Linked DNA regions of Mus musculus: region 2 is linked to region 1. Evidence: chromatin contacts called from public Hi-C data. All regions are on one chromosome and are shown on one strand. Each heading gives the region's core, a stretch centred on a gene start, on an enhancer-like site or on the middle of the called end of the contact. The rest is flanking DNA. Distances are from core to core; before and after follow the strand shown. Region 1 overlaps Patj (PATJ, crumbs cell polarity complex component). Region 2 overlaps Patj (PATJ, crumbs cell polarity complex component).

Region 1 (3,744 bases), core at 881-3,380:
ATATATATATATATATATATATATATATATATCAGCACAATGATGTACGCACATGAGTAGTTTTTACGCTCTTTTTCATAGAGAAACTCCTGCAAACGTCAATTCTCACTAGTCACTGAAATGATGACTAAGTCAGAGTATGCTGAAGAGAAAAAGAAAAAAACATCACAGCATGTGGCTCTCTCCTTCAGCCTCTGGAGGCTCCCTGGCTGTAGTCCTCTTAGCAAATACACTTTAACAGAGTTCTTTATCTTAAAATGTCAGGCACAGTCTGAGAATCCATAGAGTCATGGGCATGGCTGGCTGCGAAACAGGAGACAGAGACACTTTTGTTTACCCAAGTAAAGAAAAGTTTATGAAAAAAAGGCTTCCAAGACAGAGAAGTTTTCCTTGAGTTCCAGGCCAGCAAGACCCAATCTGAAAGGAAATACATAAAAATAAAACTAAAGTAAGCATAACTAAAGTAAGCATGGAAAAACAAATGTAAAAAGAAAGAAGGAAGGAAAGACAGACAAACTTTATTTAGAAAAAAAAATTTATATATATATATATATGTATATGTGGATATATATATATATATATATATATATATATATATATATATATCAGAATTTTCCAGGTTTTTTTTTTTTAAGTATGGTGCTTTAAAAATAAAAAAGTGTCTTCATGGACTTAAAAGCACATATTTTCAAGGCAATTATTAGAAGCAGATCATCACCAGAGTCTAGGACTCTGGACCACCCCAGTGTGGTGGATCAGACCCTTGTGCACACTAAGCTCACACTATACAGTCCACCTACATGCCTAGCTCCATCATATCTTCTTAAAAGCCATAACTATGCACCTGCAGGTCATGTTTGGTTACCATGTGATTAAAAACCTAATTCAACAGGGCAGGCTATATGATCCTGACTACAATGAACTAGAGGATAAATCTTCTCTAAATCTGAGAGATTTGTGGTTCTACATGACATCTCTAATGGCCAGCAAATATTCTTTGCATTTCATTATTCTCTCCTGCTCAAGGGAACATATTCCTGGCATCAAAACCATTTGCTTACCAACAAACCACTTGCTATTCAAAATAAGCGTGTTCTGAGACTGAATTTTACTTCGATGGACAATAAGAATTTCAGTAAGAGGCTGTAAAAATGCACTCAGGAGTGGTTTCCTATATCGACACTTCAAGCATGTTGGCAGTGTTCCGTCAAGTGAGGGGAAGTGACATTTACCTGCTGGCTAGGGCTCCTCCAGCAGACAGCTATCTGCATCTCACTCCTGAAACAGGTACAGTTGGAATTGAGTGACATCTTGAATCCATGTAAGAACTGAGCATGCTGGGAAATCTACCCTTTGTATAAAACAGGAAAACTGTACAACATGCACAAGTGTTGTGAAACGCAGCACTTAAGGGATATTTGGGTTATTTTCATACTTCTGTAAGACAGAAACGTGTGCACTGGGGAATTTTCTAGAAAAAAAAATTTAGGAAGCAATAGTTATTGCTTCCAGAAAATAGAAAAGAGGAATATAAAAGTTAGCCTTTGAGGACTGAGGTTAGAACTCAGTGGTAGAGCGTGTATGCATGAGAGCCTGGATTCAATCCCCAACACCAGAGAAAAATAATAACAAAAATTAGTCTCTTTTACTTTATAGATTTTGGGGTTGTTTGAATTTTTATTAAAAAAAAATACGGACTTAAGATTTTAGTTCAGTGGTAGAATAGCATGTGAGACTCTCAAGTTTTATTCTCTCCACTACAATAAAAATACACAAAAACAAGTACTAATTTTATAATTATAGAACAGTGGTAAAAGTGTCAGATGTGGTACCACATACCTGTAATCCCAGCACTCGGGAGGCCAAGACAGGAGGATTCAAGTTTGAGGACAGCCTGGGCTACACAGTAAGACCCTATCTCAGGGGGACAAAAAAAAAAATCCAAGAAAAATTAAGGCCAAAAACGGCCAACACTTTTCAGACTTCTGTTGGCTCATGAGACTTCAATTTCCTACTAACAAACATCTGCTCATCTATCTGGGATTTTGGGAAGTAAGGTCACTGGCTATCTTGCTGGGAAAGCACAGGCACTCACTGAAGTGCGCATTTCAACTGGACCTTTACACCTGGGTGATTCACAACTCCAGAGCTCACTGAACCAGGAAGCTTGAAAAATATCCATGAGCTTAATATAATATTACATATAAAGTCTTAATGAAGTTCTTAAAAAAAAAAGTCCACTCCCTTCAGAGCCAGGGGTCAGGATTTATCCTGGTCCCTTTGTCCTCAAAGCTCAACATTTACTAGGTACTCGTTAAATAATAAACAGAATCCAAACCAAAGAGTGGTGGAGGCTGCCACCAGAACTCTGTATAGGCTGTCACGCAAAACAAACAAGTGTTACAGTGGCATTAAGGGCCCATTAAGGGAAAGCTATTTGCTCTGCTCAGGGGAATGGCATCTCTGGCCTGGGTGGAGACTTAACATTCCAGTTGGGAGATCAATCATCTCGTTTAGGGAGCAGACTCAGGAAGGCTTGATCCTCCTTAATCCATCCTGAAGAGATAGGAGGAATAACTATCCCGAATGCCATGAAGCTCTGTTAGGTCTGCCCTCCTAAGCACCACTCAGAGGCACAGTTTTTTCCTGTCCCTCCCTTCTTTTTTCTTTGTATGCTGGCCAAAGCCTAAAAATGCCTTTTCTGTATTTTAGGGTTCTTACTCTTTCTCTGGAGGCCCCCCCTCCCCTTTTTGTCACAAGACTGTGTGGCTGGACTCCATGACTCAGTCTAACAGTAGGAATTCTTCTCTTCTCCATCTGACTCCTCTGGGCAGCCGCCTGGGTCTACAGCTGGCTCTCCTTGCGATTTTTTCTTTTACACTCTAATAAAACTGTCCTCAAGCTTCCTTCAGAGCCCATCCTCAAATTCTTTCAATAACAATACTATGAACTCCAAGAGGGAAGTACACCAATTCCCTTGGTGACATGTAGCAACTCTGCCGGGACACCCCAAAATTCCCAGGAACACAAGTTAGGTTTCCTACAAAGGCCTGGTGAAAGCTTTCCTAAACCAACTGAACATAAAAAAATTAAATGTCCCCACTGTCAAAACACCCCACTCCTAGAATGTAAGAAAAGCAATTGTAGAATGCTAAAGCTGCATATGGAGAAAATATTGAAATCCAAGTTGAAAGATACCATGAGAAAAATCATGTTAGTTCCTCAGAGTGCTTCAGTTGGCAAGATTCATATCTTATCACGGAAACACTCTCAAGAGTCAATTCCTAACAGTACTCTCTCTGTAATTTGTTTCATTTTGCAGAAGTTAAACTGCTCTGTGTGTCATTCTGTTGGTGATAGTCCCCCTCCACCACAAGCAACAAGCCACAAATCTGAACAATTTTCACACACATTAAGTCTCTGATATGTTTTTAAGGATTTATTTATTTATTATATGTAAGTACACTGTAGCTGTCTTCAGACACTCCAGAAGAGGGCGTCAGATCTTGTTACAGATGGTTGTGAGCCACCATGTGGTTGCTGGGATTTGAACTCCGGACCTTCGGAAGAGCAGTCGGGTGCTCTTACCCACTGAGCCATCTCACCAGCCCCCTCTGATATGTTTTTAATGGATGCTGCAATGACAGACCTCCATTAACAGGACCTGAATGTTCAGAATCCACTAACAATAGCTACCTCCTCAATGCTTCCCTGTTTCTCCATATGCAGACTGTGCCCTCAGGA
Region 2 (3,744 bases), core at 648-3,147, 110 kb before region 1:
CACACTAGGTACTTTATCAATATCATTAATTTATCAAAACAACTCCCTTAGGTTTTCTAATCTTACTGCAAAGTTTTCCTTTCGTGCCCCAAGCTATTCTGGCGGGGGGGGGGGGGTACTCTGGAATTTATTTATTTAAACAAAATGGCCCCATTGAACAATGACTAAGACTTCTTACAACATGAAAGGCTCAGTTTAGAAACAGGAGAATTCTTTTATATCCATTGACACATTCTATTTTCACTGAAAATAGTAAGAAAGGACATTATTAATTGTATTTTATGAAAGGGGAAATTCAGGTTAAAGATTTTGCTAACTTTTAGTTTGCATAAGCACAGGCATGTGTGTGTGTGTGTGGTGCACACATGCCACAGTGCATGTGTAGGTCAGAAGGAACCTGTAGGACTTGGTTTTCTTAGGTCATCAGGTTTCACAAGTGCCTTTACCTGCTGACCTAATTTTGTGTACCTCGCCACTAAAGAAAACAAATTACCCTAATTTATTCCAAAGTGTACCTTTGTTAGGCCAAGCTCTTATTTTAATTCACCTATGGGGGTGGGGGTGCATACACACAAGTGTTCGCAGAATTGTGCATGGGTGCACACATGGGAAGGCAGAACAAGACATGGCTCTCTTCCTCTACTACTTTCTGCCTTATTGTCTTGGGACAGGGTCTCTCACTGAACTGGAAGCTCACTGTTCAGTTAGGCTGGCCTGCCAGAGAGCCCTCAGGATCAGCATCTCTCTCCTCCCAGTGCTGGGATTACAAGCACATATGGCCAGCTTTTTACACAGATGTTTGAGATTTTAACTCAGGCTCTTATGCCTGCAAAGCAGGAGTGAGTCATTGGCCAGTTTCTTATTTTAATTCTTACTCCTCGTTGTTGTTGTTCAAGAGTCTCCCTATGTAGCCAAGGGTTAACTTCAAACTCACAAAGATCTGTCTCTGCTTCCTAATTGTTGGAATTAAACATCTGAATATGTGTGGCCACAGAGGCCAGAAGAGGGCCTCAGAATCCCTGGAAGGAGAGTTTATAAGCCACTTGTTTGTGGTGGGTGCTGAAAGCAAAACCTCAATTGTTATTTTGAATTTCTGAAAAGCATTCCGAGTTGTGTGTGTACAGTGTACATGTGGCAGTCAGAGGACAACTTTCACGAGCGGATTCTCTACCCCACCTTGTGGAAGGTCTTTGTGTTCCTGCCGCTCGCTGCATGAGCTTCCAACAATTCTCTCTGCCTCTCAGCTCAGCATAGGAGCACCAGATCACAAAGTCACGCAACGCATCTGGCAATCAACTTCAGATTTTCAGGGTTCCATGGTTCACCTAATGAGCCAACGTTTGTGTGTGTGTGTTCTTCGTTATCATCTATGTTGTTTATTTTGCATATGTATCTATGTGGTATGCATGCATGCATGCATGTTCAAGTGTGTGGGTGCTCTTATGTGTTCCTGTGTGGAAGCCTGAAGTGATGCAGTGTCTCTACCTTACAAAGGCTGGGTCTCTGAGCCTAGAGCTCCCTGCTACAGTTAAGCCCTGGTTACACAGCTTGTGAGGACTCAGGCTTTGCCTCCCGAGCACTGGGATTCGAGGTGGTTATCTGTCACACTCTCCTGGCATTCACATGGGTTCTCAGGGGCAGAATCCTGACCCTCACACTTGTGCGGCAAGCACTTTACCCACCAAGCCATCTCCCCAGGCCCAGCCTCTTATCCTTAATTTTGGTTTCTATTTGTAAAGGCTCATGTAATAACCTTGAGGCACACTGGTTAAGGGGAGAGCAACGGCTTTGGACTCCAGCCAGAGGTAGATTCCAGACAGGGTTGGGATGCAGCCTGGTTAGTAGAAGGGCTGCCTGGGGCGCCTGAAGCCCTGGCTCTGATCCCTAGCACCACATGAACCAGCTGTGGGGTGCATACCAATCCCACCACTCAGGAAGGAGGGGCAAGAAGATCAGAAGTTCTTGGTAACCCTCAGCTCCATAGTCTGAGGTGACCTGGGCTATTTTCCAGAAAGCAGAGTAATTACAGGCAGAAAAGCATGGTTGAAGAGCTGACTATGAACAGTTCTATGCAGTCAGCAGGAGATGGGAAAACTACAGGTCAAGCACAGGAGAGCTTTGCTATCCAGGGAGGAGCCTGATTTGCTGTGGCAAGAGCCAGTAGGGCCAGCCTCCCGGACCCATGAGCTATAAAGTGAAACAGCACCGCCCCCTCCCCATCCCACAGACATTCTTCTTTGAAATTTGTATTCTTGAAGAAAATGTGAAATGCTACAACTTATAAAGTATAGGCTGAAAGCTCACTTGTAGGTGAGGAGGTGGAAGGCTCCTTTAGAGAGCTGCCTAACAATATGCAATGCAGCATTTACCCAAGCGATATGAAATATGGTACAGAATTTCATCAACATTGTTATTTGAGGGACCGTGGCTCAGGGGAAGCTGCTTGCAACCAAGTCTGGCAACTGGAGTTCAAACTCTGGAACCTGCGTGACATGACAACGGGACAGCGCCACCTCTGACTTTTCATGAACAAGTGCACACAAAAATGTCAAAAAGAATTTGTTAAAGGTATTTGATTTGGATACTTGTTTGTTTTTTGTTTTTGTTTTTTTTTAATTTTTTTCAGAAGTTAACCAGAGGTTGTAATTTTTAAAAAGACAATGTATTTTATTTACCATCATACAAAATGTAAGGGGTTATAGGTGGTTGAGAGCACTTGTGGCTTTTAATTATTCACTCAACAAATGTAACTGGCACATCCACTACTTGCCAGAAAGTTCACAAACCCTAAAACAGTTCTCACTGCCCAGAGCTACCGTTCCAACGGTGAGAGACAGAATGGACACGGGGACTGATACTCAGAAGCCCTAACTTCTAGAGAAAAAAAAATGAAGCAATTAGGGGACGGATAAGATACAGTGACTTCAGACAAGTAGCCAGGAACTACTCCCAGCTGCATCATGTATGCTAAGGCACTGGAGACAGCATGAGGAGGGGAAAGACAGAACTCAATAAATATTCTGACTTGCCACCAAAAATAAAAGCACCTCCACTCAGGCACCTGAAGAGGAAGGATTGGAGCCAGAGGTGGGTGAGCCAGAAACCAAAATACAAGTGAAAAAAGCAACACTCTGCAACTGGGACTCCCCGTGGCCTGCTCCTGGCCTGCTCCCTGGACTGCCCCGCCCCGTTCCCTGCCTGCCCTCTGGCCCAGTCTGCCCTGCCTGGCTGCCTGTTTGCCCTGCCCCAGTACCCTTACTGTGCTGCAGAGCTCTTCAAAGAAACATCAGTACCCTCCCTCTCCCATCCTGACCTCAGCCAACAGGACTAGGGTCCAAACAGTTTCCCACTCTTCTCCATGCTTGGGCCCACCTCAGGCATGCGGTCTAAGTTCTCTCTCGCTTCACCTGTGCCTCAGCCTCCTGATGCTTTTATCTAATGAAGACCTCTCGATTCCAGACTCTCAGGACTGCTTTGGATACCTGCTCTCTAACCCAACACAGGGAACTCTGGCCCCCTCCTTCCCCTCCTCCAGTTTCCTAGAATGCGTAAGATGGTCCAAAAGACATGTATAAAACATGCTGCCCGTGTCCTCTTTCTGTCTGCTTGATAAAAGAATAAGTAAGGCACACCGAGGAGGCTGTGACCCTTTCTAGAGGCCTGTACCTACAGTAACACCATCTGATTCATCACTACAGTGTATTATATTCAGAGACTCGATATAAACACTCAGCTAGTCTGCCC

The links. A called contact is a pair of places that touch in the nucleus more often than the background predicts.
Region 2: a contact with region 1 is called in a Hi-C map of uterus, with 2.6 times the contacts expected there. The contact joins two enhancer-like sites. A contact is called at or near these places in 2 of 484 Hi-C or Micro-C datasets (brown adipocytes and uterus), 1 of 115 datasets of contacts at active chromatin or transcription factors (embryonic stem cells) and 2 of 9 other capture datasets (adipose tissue and liver).

The regions. Positions count from the first base shown.
Region 1 is chr4:98,400,152-98,403,895 of GRCm38.p6, reverse strand. The region is part of intron 1 of Patj (PATJ, crumbs cell polarity complex component); the gene reads right to left. Among named protein-coding and RNA genes, the nearest start is that of Patj, 6.2 kb to the right of the region's middle. Within about 2 kb of position 2,130, at least 81 of the 459 cell types and tissues checked have an H3K27ac peak or open chromatin away from gene starts, as enhancers often do. A contact at or near this core is called in adipose tissue and uterus, where this site is marked.
Region 2 is chr4:98,509,619-98,513,362 of GRCm38.p6, reverse strand. The region is part of intron 21 of Patj (PATJ, crumbs cell polarity complex component); the gene reads right to left. Among named protein-coding and RNA genes, the nearest start is that of Gm40210, 68 kb to the left of the region's middle. Within about 2 kb of position 1,897, at least 77 of the 459 cell types and tissues checked have an H3K27ac peak or open chromatin away from gene starts, as enhancers often do. A contact at or near this core is called in adipose tissue and uterus, where this site is marked.